Regions from separate parts of the Sus scrofa genome. Here regions 2, 3 and 4 are each linked to region 1. The links are chromatin contacts, called in public Hi-C and promoter capture Hi-C maps. All regions are on one chromosome and are shown on one strand. The core of a region is the stretch at or near the end of the contact, and the rest is flanking DNA. Distances in the headings are between cores, read along the strand shown.

Region 1 (2,828 bases), core at 162-2,661:
GGGCTAAGAACCTGACTGCAGCACCCCCACCTCCCCATCCTGAAGTGTTGAAAGATCCTGTGGTTGCCATTGTGCAGGTCACACCCCTAGTTTGGATTCAGTCCCTAGCCCAGGAACTTCCATATGCCAAGAGTGCGGCCATAAAACAAAAGCAACAACAAAAAGACGTCAAACCCACCCATGCCCAGGCTAACTGCCCCTCCTCCCCAACGAAACCAAAACCAGAATGGAAAACATTGAGTATTAAGATGTATTGAGTATTAAGATGCGGAGGCTCATTTCATAAAAACTTAGAGTGCCTGGAGTGTTACAAATATTTAATTCTAAGTAGTGTGTAAATGAAATAATGATAAATGTTTCCTAATAGCACATAACAGGTCTTTTTCCTCGTGACCACTTTTTTTTTTAAGCATTATATGTATCAGCTGTAAATATTCTATTATAGGGCTGGCCTGTGATTTACCCAACCGTTTCCCCAAGGTTGAACAAATTTTGAACAAGATCCGGTAAAATGTTCAAACATGTCACAGCTTCTAAACTAGCCGTTCCGGAGTTCCCGTCATGGCTCGGTGATTAACCAACCCGACTAGTATCCTGAGGATGGGGGTTTGATCCCTGGCCTTGCTCATTGGGTTAAGGATTTGGCGTTGCCCTGAGCTGGGGCGTAGGTCGCAGTAGCGGCTGGGATCTGGCGTGGCTGTGGCTGTAGGCCGGCAGTTACAGATCGGATTAAACCCCTAGTCTGGGAACCTCACTATGCTGCGGAATAAACTAGTGGTTCCAAATCTTCTGGGGTCTTGCAACTCACTTCGTCAAAGATTTAAAAAAAAAAAAAACAACTACGTTAAGAATAAATGCAAAACATCCATAAGCAAGCATTTTCTGGAGTTCAGGACCCTCCAAGAGACACACCCACCTTAGGGATCCATGCACCCGGGCTATGAGCTCGACTGCAGGTAGGGGGCGCCAGCAGGGCGCGCTGCGGGGGCCGATGGGAAATGTAGTCCAGAGCGAGGAAAGCCGCTGACTTACGTGGGGGTAAGACGTTCCGGTTCTGCTTAAGCCCGAGACCTGCCTGGTCGTGGAGCTCGCTCCCGCGCGGATCCTACAACACCTGGCGAGCTCCGGAGCCCCTCACCTGCCGCCTCTTTGGATCCAGATGCCCCCGCTGCCGCGCCCACTCTAGCCTCGGGGCGCTTCCTCCTAGAAACCAGCGGAGTCGGGAGCCGGAAGATGGCGCAGACGCACAAAGCACCGCCGATGCTGCGTCCCGATTGGAACAGCGCCGCAGTTGCTTCTGGGAAACGTAGTCTCCAGGCCCAAAGGCAGTAACCAAACCGCAAGGCAAGATCTCGCGATGTTTCTGGTGGGCGGGTCCGTGCGTGTGTCTGTGTGTGAGAGAAAGAGACCGTCTGGGATGGGACGGGGTGCGCTGTGTCCACAGGCTGCTGCGTGAAGTTGTGTGTTGCGCTTGTTGTCCGCGCGTGGTCGTCTCTCCGACGGCAGGTGAGTGTGTGAGCGGCCGTGGTGGTGCGTGTTCTGACTCGGTGGTTGAGTGTGTGGCTGGGACCGTTCAGCGCCGGGCAGACGTCTGTGTGTGGCTGCAGAGGCGGTATATGTGCGAAGTTTCTTCTCACGTGTTGAGTCGTCCGGACCGTGCAGCAGGCATTTTACCAGATGTTCTGGAGGGAGGTAAAAGCCCTGGAGTTGGTTCCGTAACCAATTTTACAACATCTTGCACAAGAGTTCCCTCGCTGTGGCGAGGCGAGTTGAGTCCCACGGCGTGGCTGGGGTCGCCGTGGAGGCGCCGGGTCGATCCCTGCCCGGTGCAGTGGGTTAAGGAATTCTGCGCGGCGGCTCGGGCGGTATAGGTCTCGGCCGCGGTGGAGTTTCAGTCCCAGTCCCAGTCCCAGGAAACTCCACATGCCCCCAGAGCGGCCAAGAAGTCTATGATGGTAGCTGGGGTATTAGTCCATGAGTTGTCAGCTAGGAGAGAAAGCCTGGAAATATTAAACAGAGAAGCAGACTGTATGATAAGGGTAGCAAGTCATTGGGATAAAAATGGACTTTTTTGTGTGTATCTTTTTAGGGCCGCACCTGAAGCATATGGAAGTTCCCAGGCTAGGAGTCGAATAGGAGCTACAGCCTCTGGCCTGCGCCACAGCCACAGCAAGGCAGGCTCCAAGCCGCCTCTGCGACCTACACCACAGCTCATGGTAACACAGGAGCCCTAACCCACTGAGCAAGGCCAGGGATCGAACACGTGTCCTCATGGATACTGGTTGGGTTCCTTAACCGCTGAGCCACCACAGAAACTCCAGAAATGGACTTCTTAATGAGCAACCCTGAGGAATAACTGGATAACCATTGGGGAAAAAATTAAAGTGTATTCATGCTTCATATCATACAAAAGTATAATCACCAACTTTATCAGAGTTCTAAATTAAACCGTACAAATAGCAGACAAGTACAGAGGTGAATTCCATTATAACCTGAGTGTGTGGAAAGGCTTTCTAATTACGACTTAAAAATCCAAACTTAATACAAGAAAAGACTGCTACACTTGGGAACACAAAGCTAAAGCACTTTGTAAGGCAAAATACACCATAAGCAAAGGCAAAAGAAAAATGACAAAAGTTTTTACAACTTTATATATCTCAGATAAGGAGCCTATATTTCTATTGTATAAAGACAAAAAGCCAAAAAAAAAAAAATGCAAGCAATCCCTAAACTCAACTTTGTAGGTTCTTTTTCATAATAGCAGTGATTTGGAAACTATTTTGTATGCATCATAGGATTGAGAAAACAAATAAATATATTGATTTGTT
Region 2 (2,828 bases), core at 86-2,585, 220 kb before region 1:
CTGGTACCCAGGGATTGAATTAAATGCAGATGCAGGTGTCTCTCTGAAGTTCTTCTGTAAAAGAGGTTCACTTCGGAGTTCCCGTTGTGGCTCAGTGGTGAACGAATCCGACTAGGAACCATGAGGTTTCGGGTTCGATCCCTGGCCTTGCTCAGTGGGTTAAGGATCCAGCGTTGCCGTGAGCTGTGGTGTAAGTTGCACACACCGCTCAGATCTGGCGTTGCTGTGGCTGGCGGCTACAGCTCCAATTGGACCCCTAGCCTGGGAACCTCCATATGCCATGGGTGCAGCCCTAGAAAAGATAAATTAATTAATTAATTAATTAATTAATAAAAGAGGTTCACTCTGAACCTCAGTTTGCTTTAAGACAACCCTCGATAATGTGGGGCGGGCCTCATCCAATCCGTTGAAAGCCTTAGGAACAACAACTGAGATTTCCCAGGGAAGAAATTCTGTCTCAGGACGGCCACATCTGTTCCCTGTGTTTCCAGCTGTTGGCCAGCCCTACAAATTCTAAACTGACCCATTCCCACAACTGTGCAAGCCAATTCCTTAAAAGAAATCTCAATCTCTTGATAAATAATAGACAACGGATAGATATCAATACATATGTGTATGGATATAGATGTACACACACACAACTGCTTCTGTTTCTCTGGAGGACCCTGACTGATTCTGTTTATTTTATCACCTTTTTTTAAAACTGAGAAAAACCAGATGTCAACAGGATCATCATTTGCCGCAAAGAGAATGTGGACGTCACATAAATGTTCTTCAGCTGAGGATTGGCTAAATACATGTAAGGTGCAATTCAACTACTTGCCAACCTTGGACGTCTTTTTACCAAGAATAGAGATTCAAGCTATACTTGAGAATATATTTTAATATGATAAACATGAGAGTAACTATGAGTGAAAATGGCTGACCTGGACAGCAAAGGTCTGGAAATTACATCACTTGAGGAGTAGTTGAAAGATCTTTGCATATATACATGTATAATAGGATTGCAAACTCCCGCTCTGGCCCTTTCTGTGCTGTGTGGCCCAGGGTGACTCACTTAGCCTCTCTGATCCTAAGGGTCTCTCATACCTACTTCCTCTCCGCCCCTTCCTTGAGGAAGAAGAGCCCCGCCTCCATATTACTGGCCACGCCCACTATCGCGCCCCGGCGTGGTGGACGGAGCTCGGGGTAGACCAGCCCAAGACCCGCCCCCAACCTCCTTGCCCTCCCCCGGGCTCCGTGAAGGCAGAGTCCAGTCAGACGCATGGCCTTCTGGGAGTTGTAGTTTCAGGGACGCCCATACAGCGGAACTGAGTCTCTGTGCAGGCGCAGCGCGGCGCCTTCTGGGAGTTGTAGTCTTTGGGCTCCCGGAGCCGGCTGCAATTCTCTGGGTCGGTCTGGCGCCTGGGCTCTTCTGTAACGGCTGCCACCTTGACCTGAGTGGCGGGCGCGTCCGCACCACCACAGAATGAGAGGTCACCGAGGGTCCGCGTGGGCCGGGTAGGGCGAGAGACTGTGGCGACCTGAGCCCACCAGGCCCGGCGGGAGCCGCCAGCGGCCTTCGGAGCTGGTCCCCGAGGCGAGCGCGCCGGTGTGTGGTGTGCGCATGCGTGAGTGCGTGTGCGCCTGGGTGCTCTCGTGTCTGTGTGTCGAGGTGCGTCCTCGACTCCCCCTGTGCCTGTGCTTGCGAGGCCCGCCCCTCGAGCCTCTCCACTGCTTTGTGCCGGTGCGGGCGTGTAACTGTGTCGCTGTGTGTGTAGGTCCGCCCGTCACTGTGAGCTATCACTCCAGAACTTTGAGCCCGTGCACCTGTGCCTGTGACTTCGTGTGAGTCCGTACCCAGGTGTCACTGTATGTTTGCACGTGCCTGACCCAGGTGGCCTGTGCCTATGAATTTGAGTGTGTGTTAGGTATTTGGGGTCCTCTATGTGTGATTTTGGGCACGTGTGCAACTTGTTCTTGGTGTGCAGCAATGTAGATGGATTGGCTGGTGTGCCGGATGGTATGAGTGTGCCTGAGTGTGACGGCATGTGGAAGGCTGTGCACGGGGTGTTTATGAGAGACACTGAGAGCATGGGGTTGCTCTGTGTGTGTGTGTGTCTGGAGCCCCCGCACACTTGTGGCTCTGGGCATGTGTGAAGCTCTGCCTGCTGCGTGACTGTGTGTGTGGCCGGGTTTGCCACTGTGGGTGATGTCCCAGGCAGAGCCTGCCTGTCGAGCAGAGCGGCTTGTGTGACTTTGTTGTGTGTGTGCCTGGGGCAGGTGCGCTTGGAGTTGTGTGGGTGTGCCAGACTGCCTGCCTCCTTGTGTGGGGAAGACTGCCACAGCATATGGGTGACTGTATAAGGCCATGAGAGTGCCAAGGAGGGGGGTGATGTAACTCCCACCCCCATGGTGTCATTGTGTGCAACTCCATTTGTGTGTCTGCCACTGAGCATGTCTGTGTCTCCCCTTCGGTGGCCTGTTTGTGTACCTGACACGCCCAGGTTTACCCCGCCCTGAATCCACTTACCTCCCCCCCCCCCGCCACACACACACACAGAGGAAATACCCTGAGTCCGTATTCCACCCACCCACCTGCCTCTACCCCAGCATCTTCATGGGTCCCTGTTTCTTTCTCCCACTGATGCTGACTGGACCCACTGAGGCATGGTTGCCAGGACAGGGGCCACAGCCAGAGTCACATGGACAGGGCCTGATCCTCTCAAACCTGCGAGGTGGGTACCACTGCCTGAGCAGTCCGGCCCCACTCAATCCTGAGGGCTGCCTGTGGAGGTGGCACTAGAACTGGGACTGGCCCGGTCTGGCTCCCACTAGCAGAGTTCTCA
Region 3 (2,828 bases), core at 190-2,689, 160 kb before region 1:
AAGTGAAAGAAGCCATTCTGGAAGTCTATATATTACCTGATCCCAACTCTAGAACATTCTGGAACAGACAAAACTATGGAGATAGAAATAACAGGGGTTCATAAAGATGAAGAAGGACGAACAGGTGCAGCACAGGACATTTTTAGGGCAGTGAAACTATTCTATGTACTACTGTAATGGATACATATTCTTATACATTTCTCAAAACCCACATAAGTGTACAACACAAAGAGTAACCTTAATGTAAACTATGGAGTTTAGGTACTAATAATATATCAATATTGATTCATTAATTGTAACAAATGTACCACATTAATGCATAAATGTTTCCTATAAGTGGTTTTTGTTTGTTGCTTTTTGGGCCACAGCCACACCACATGGAAGTTCCCAAGCTAGGGGTCCAATCAGAGCTACAGCTGCCCACCTATGCCACAGCAACGTTGGATCCAAGCCAGGTTTACAAACTACACCACAGCTCATGGCAACACCGTATCCCCAACCTACTGAGTGAGGGCAGGGATCGAACCTCATGGATACTAGTCGGATTTGTTTCCACTGCACCACAACAGGAACTCCAGTTCCTGTGTTTTTTACAACTGCATGTGGATTATATTTATCTCAAAATAAAATATTTAAAGTCATAATCACCATTTAAGACTAGCTGCTGTTTCCATTTTTGTGGCCATTCAAACATTCAGCAAGTGTTTTTGTACTTGGCCTTGTGGTTTATGGTGTAAGAGTCCCAGCCAGGAAGCCAGATCCCTACCCCAGCTCCCCAACTGGTCTCTGGTGCCACCTCCCTTGTAGGCACCACTGTCCTCGTCTGGAAAGTTGCTTAATTGTAAGGATTAAATACGTGGTTCAAAAATCATAAAAAGCCAAAAACAGGAGCTGGCATATAGGAAACTCAGAAAAGGGGAATTTTTTTTTTTCTTATGATGACTTGCTACTTCTTGTCTCTGTATGCTTTATAAATCCTGTATGCTTTATAAATTTTCTACAAATCAGCATGATTATCACACTCAAGAAGGTTGCCCGCGGAGTTCCCTGGCTGCTCGGTGGGTGAAGGATCTGGTATTGTCACTGCTTTACCCCGCATGCCGTGGATGTGCCAAAAAATAATAATAAAAATAGGGGAGTTTTCTGAAAGAAAGAAAAAGAAAAGGAAAAGATGCCCAGGATGGTCCCTCAGTCCAGCCCGGAAGTCCGGAGTATGGTCCCCCCTCCCTCCCAGAGCAATCCCTCCCCACCTCCGCTTTTTCTCCTTCTTCCTCCCCTTCCTTCCCTCAATCACCAGCCACACCCCCATCCCGTTTGGCCGTGGTTCCGCTGCCGCGGGGGCCTCTGGGAGATGGAGGCGCGCGGTCGGGGCTCGGGCCTGCTCGGCTCCGTGGGTGCTGAGGCCTGAGCGGAGGCGGAGGCGCGCGGGCTTTTGGGAAGTGTAGTCCTCCCGACCGCGCAGGCGCAGTGCGACCCGGAGGGCCTAGGGCGCCGGTCGTTGTCCGGACAGAGCAGCGCTGGTGAGTCCGGCCCCGGGCAGGGCGGAGAGGTGGCGTGCTGACTGAGGGGAGGGCGTGAGGGCCAGCGGGGGTCGTGCTGACTGAGGGGAGGGCGTGAGGGCCAGCGGGGGTCGTGCTGACTGAGGGGAGGGCGTGAGGGCCAGCGGGGGTCGTGCTGACTGAGGGGAGGGCGTGAGGGCCAGCGGGGGTCGTGCTGACTGAGGGGTGGGCGTGAGGGCCAGCGGGGGTCGTGCTGACTGAGGGGTGGGCGTGAGGGCCAGCGAGGAACGTGCTGACTGAGGGGAGGGCGTGAGGGCCAGCGGGGGACGTGCTGACTGAGGGGTGGGCGTGAGGGCCAGCGGGGGACGTGCTGACTGAGGGGAGGGGCGGTCAGGCTCAGGAAAGGGGATTATGGACTGAGGAGAGGAGAGAGGCAGGTGCTTGCAGACCGAGGGGAGGGGGCGTGGGGAGGGATGTGAAGGCTCTGGGGGAGGGAATTGAGGGTTGAGGAGAGGATGTTCGGCCTGAGGGGAGACGTGCCGGCTCAGAGAGAGGGCTGTGAAGAGGCGTGCAGGAAGTTTACCCCGACAGTCTCATGGGATGCAGAAGGGGGTGAACCTGTGTGCACGTGTGTTGGCCCGAGACTGAACCTTTGACATCTGTTTGTGTGGATCTCCTTCTTTGTGAAGGCCGAGGAATATCCCGTGTGTGTGTGTGTGTGTGTGTGAGCGAGCCTACCAGCCTTGGTCTCCGTGGGTGTACTCTGTGTCTAGTCTTGCCTGTCCCTGTGAGGGGTTGTCTCTGGGTGACTGCCTATGTCCACATCCTTCATTGGTTGTGTGCGTGTGTCTGCCTGTATTTCTGTCCTCAGTGTCTCTGAGTGAGGATGTCATCCAGGTGTCCCCCTGTCTCATCTGCCCAGCAGGTCTCCTGGCCTGGGGTCCTCAGATTCCCCAGCCTCTTCCTGCCCCTCAGAGCCTTCTCTGGCTCATGGGAGAATCTGGAAGGTTGAGGGGGCAGGAAGTGTGTGGGTGACAAGATAGGGGATGGGGAGGCTGTTTCTTCTATTGCCTCTCAAAAGTCTTCTTAAATGAGGATCAGAGACCCCTACAACCTCCTGACCAGGGTTGATTTGTTTATGGAATGTGTATTGTGTATTGTGCTATTTTGGGCATTTTGTGGGGACTACCTCATTTATAAGACTCCCAGTAACTCCAGGGTAAGGACCTCATCATCCGCATTTCACACATGGGGAAACCAAGGCTCAGTGATTTAAGTGAGTGACCAAACTCGCCACCCAGGCGTCTGGGTTCCAGAGCTCCCACGCTT
Region 4 (2,828 bases), core at 210-2,709, 130 kb after region 1:
ATGGATCTCTCACAGGCTTCTTGTCTTTTTTTTTTTTTAATTTTTAATTTTTGCTTTTTAGGGCTGCACCCACGGCATATGGAGGTTCCCAGGCCAGGGCTCGAATTGGAGCTGTTGCTGCTGGCCTACGCCAGAGCCACAGCAACGCCAGATCCAAGCCACATCTATGACCTACACCACAGCTCAGGGCAACGCCGGGTCCTTCACCCACTGAGGGAGGCCAGGGATCGAACCCACACCTCATGGTTCCCAATCGGATTCGTTTCCCTTGTGCCACGATGGTAACTCCACAGGCATCCTATCTTAATAAATCTATTTCTTGCCTGTCAGTTTGTGTCTCGCTGAATTCATTCTGCGTGGAGGCATACAGAAACTGAACATCAGTAAGTCCAGACACTGGGTAAGTGATTCTAATTTAAAAACTGTGGGTTCAGGTCCCAATCTGGGTTTAGGCTGGGTTTGAGTCCCAGCAGATGGGTTCAAGTCTCAATCTAGATTCTGGCTAGGTTCAAGCCATAACCATGAGGACGCAGGTTGCATCCCTGGCCTCGCTCAGGCTCAGCGGGTTAAGGATTTGGCATTGACGTGAGCTGCAGTGTAGGTCACAGATGCAGCTGGAATCTGGCGTGGCTGTGGCTGTGGTGTAGGCTGGTAGCTGCAGCTCCTATTAGATCACCTGGCCTGGGAACTTTCATATGTCACGGGTGAGGCTCTGAAGAAAGACACACACACACAACCCCCAAAGCACCCAGTTTGCAAGTCAACCATGAGACCCCAGAGCAGGGGAGGGACCTGTCCAAAACCCAAGGGAACAATGATCACGATGACAGTCAGAGACGCTAACACTTGAGTGGCTATTGTGTGCGGCGCACCATCTCAAGGCTCTTTAATCCTCACAGCAACCTTCTCTAGGAGTCAAATTCTAGCATCCTCCTCCTTTTACGGATGGCGAAACTGAGGCACAGCGCTAGTGTACCTCGACCAGGGTCCAAGAGCTACTGAGGGCGGCGGAAGGGGCTCCAAAGGTCACTTCGCAAAGCAGGGGAAACAGGCCCAAAGCAGAAGAAACTAGGGGTACAGGGTAGGCCGCCCGTTGGAGGGGGCAGCGGCTCATTATCCGCAAGCCCTTCAAATCTGTCCCATCTTTTCCCAAAGGAAGCTATGATGTCACATGCGGGGGGGCTGTTACCATGGAAACATGTAAGCTGATTCAGAAACCGGGGCTGGGGAATCTACGGATCGCACTTACCTCCCGGGACACTTCTATGGAGCGCGCACTTCCGGCCAAGGAAACGCGGCCGGAGCGTCTGGTTTGCGCAGGCTTCGCCTTTGCCCAGCGCAACCTGCGACAGCGTCGTGTCGCGGGGGGCTTGAGGACCCCCAGACTCGGCCGACCGAGAACGCGCGCTGGGCCAACGCACGGCGCACGCGCACCCCTTGACCTGTCCTTCAAAGCCAGCGCTATGACGACTCCACCAATCGGAATCCTTCTTTTACCCTGGCCCCGCCTCATTCTCTGGCTTCCGGCGTCTCTCTCTGTCTCCAAGGCAACTTTCAGCCTGAGGGCCAGAGACTTCTGGGTATTGTAGTTTAAAAGGGGAGGAGACAACGAGAGTGCCCTTTTCCATAAAAAGAAGAACATGATAAAAATCTTATATTCAAGGATGACTTCGTGGCTAGAAAGCTCTGGCGAATGGTTCCACCAACTTATTTTCTAGGGAAGCGGGAAGGAGGGGGAGGGAGGGGAGGAGGAAAATGGTCGCAGAGACTTTTGGGAGTTGTAGTACCGCACGCTGCGGCGGGGCAGGGAGCCCGCAACAAGATCAGGCAGTGGTCACCGAGCAACTAGGTCGCCGGTGGAAGTGAGAAAGACCCCCGATCCAGCGTTCCCGTTTTCTTTCTCTGGCACTGCTTGCCTGGTCTTGCCACGGTGTCCGGGCCCTTTCGTTGGCCTTGGGGTCATTTGTGGGGGAGGTTCGCCCATCACTTGTGAACTTGTGTTTGGGCGGGTTGTGGGAGGATGCTTGGGGAGTGGGCGTTTGTGGGCTGCCGGCCTGGGATCTGGCAAGCTTGCTTTTTTTTTTCTTAGAGTCCAACCGGCAGTATATGGAAGTTCCCAGGCTAGGGGCCCAATCGGAGCTTCAGCCACAGCAAGGCGGGTTCTTAACCCGCTGAGCGGGGCCAGGCATCGAACCAGCGTCCTCTTGGATACTTAGTCGGGTTCTTACCGCTGAACCTCAGCAGAAACTCTCTGGGAAGCTTTCTTGAAATAGTCTATAGAAAATGATCGTGCCTGGGTGCCTGCTTTCTAGCAACTACTCAGAGCCTTCACCGGATTCATTGGCTCGTTTTTGTTTATTGTTATTTTTTATTCCCAGTTTGGTTGGAGACCTTCAGGCCTGACAACCTAGGCCACTATGGGGTCTCAAGAGCACCCCTGCATCCCCTTGACCGCCTGGGCCTTCATCTAGTCATTCAGCAGTTCATTACAAAATGCCCCGTTGCCATGGAGACAGCAGGGAACAAGGTAGGGGACGGCTGTTTTCAGCGAGGAAACTCTGAAAGGGAACCAGTGTTTCTCAGTCTCGGCGTTGTTGACATTTGGGAGTGGGGCTTGTGTACTGTAGGGTGTAGAGCAGCACCCCTGGCCTCCACCCACCGCTGCCAGGAGCCACACCCCACCCTGCCCCCTAGTCCTGATAACCAAAATCATTCCCAGAGATTGATAAATATCTCCTGGGGCGGGGCGGGGGCGGGGGACAAAGTCAGCCTCCACCACCCCACTCGCCCCCAACCAATGCTCTTCAAGGGCTTTTCCTTAAAAAAAT

Evidence for each region. Promoter capture Hi-C pulls out the DNA fragments that hold promoters and counts their contacts. A called contact is a pair of places that touch in the nucleus more often than the background predicts.
Region 2: a Hi-C map of skeletal muscle shows a contact between it and region 1, with 4 times the contacts expected there. The contact joins the promoter of ZNF835 here to the promoter of ZNF583 in region 1. A contact is called at or near these places in 4 of 47 Hi-C or Micro-C datasets (heart right ventricle, liver, skeletal muscle and 1 more) and 2 of 2 datasets of contacts at active chromatin or transcription factors (alveolar macrophages and skeletal muscle).
Region 3: a contact with region 1 is called in a Hi-C map of liver, with 8 times the contacts expected there. The contact joins the promoter of ZNF470 here to the promoter of ZNF583 in region 1. A contact is called at or near these places in 2 of 47 Hi-C or Micro-C datasets (liver and skeletal muscle).
Region 4: a contact with region 1 is called in a promoter capture Hi-C map of liver, with 3 times the contacts expected there. The contact joins the promoter of LOC100620869 here to the promoter of ZNF583 in region 1. A contact is called at or near these places in 1 of 5 promoter capture datasets (liver) and 3 of 47 Hi-C or Micro-C datasets (heart right ventricle, liver and skeletal muscle).

The regions. Positions count from the first base shown.
Region 1 is chr6:60,719,878-60,722,705 of Sscrofa11.1, reverse strand. ZNF583 (zinc finger protein 583) reads left to right here and starts at 1,411. Exons shown (of 4, transcript XM_021095099.1): 1 at 1,411-1,506. ZNF582 (zinc finger protein 582) reads right to left here and starts at 1,661. Exons shown (of 5, transcript XM_021095108.1): 1 at 1,139-1,661.
Region 2 is chr6:60,939,119-60,941,946 of Sscrofa11.1, reverse strand. It overlaps ZNF835 (zinc finger protein 835), which reads left to right and starts at 1,335. Exons shown (of 2, transcript XM_021095092.1): 1 at 1,335-1,500. The coding sequence starts at 1,469.
Region 3 is chr6:60,879,647-60,882,474 of Sscrofa11.1, reverse strand. It overlaps ZNF470 (zinc finger protein 470), which reads left to right and starts at 1,439. Exons shown (of 3, transcript XM_013998861.2): 1 at 1,439-1,520.
Region 4 is chr6:60,587,796-60,590,623 of Sscrofa11.1, reverse strand. It overlaps LOC100620869 (zinc finger protein 239), which reads right to left and starts at 1,459. Exons shown (of 3, transcript XM_005664876.3): 1 at 1,250-1,459.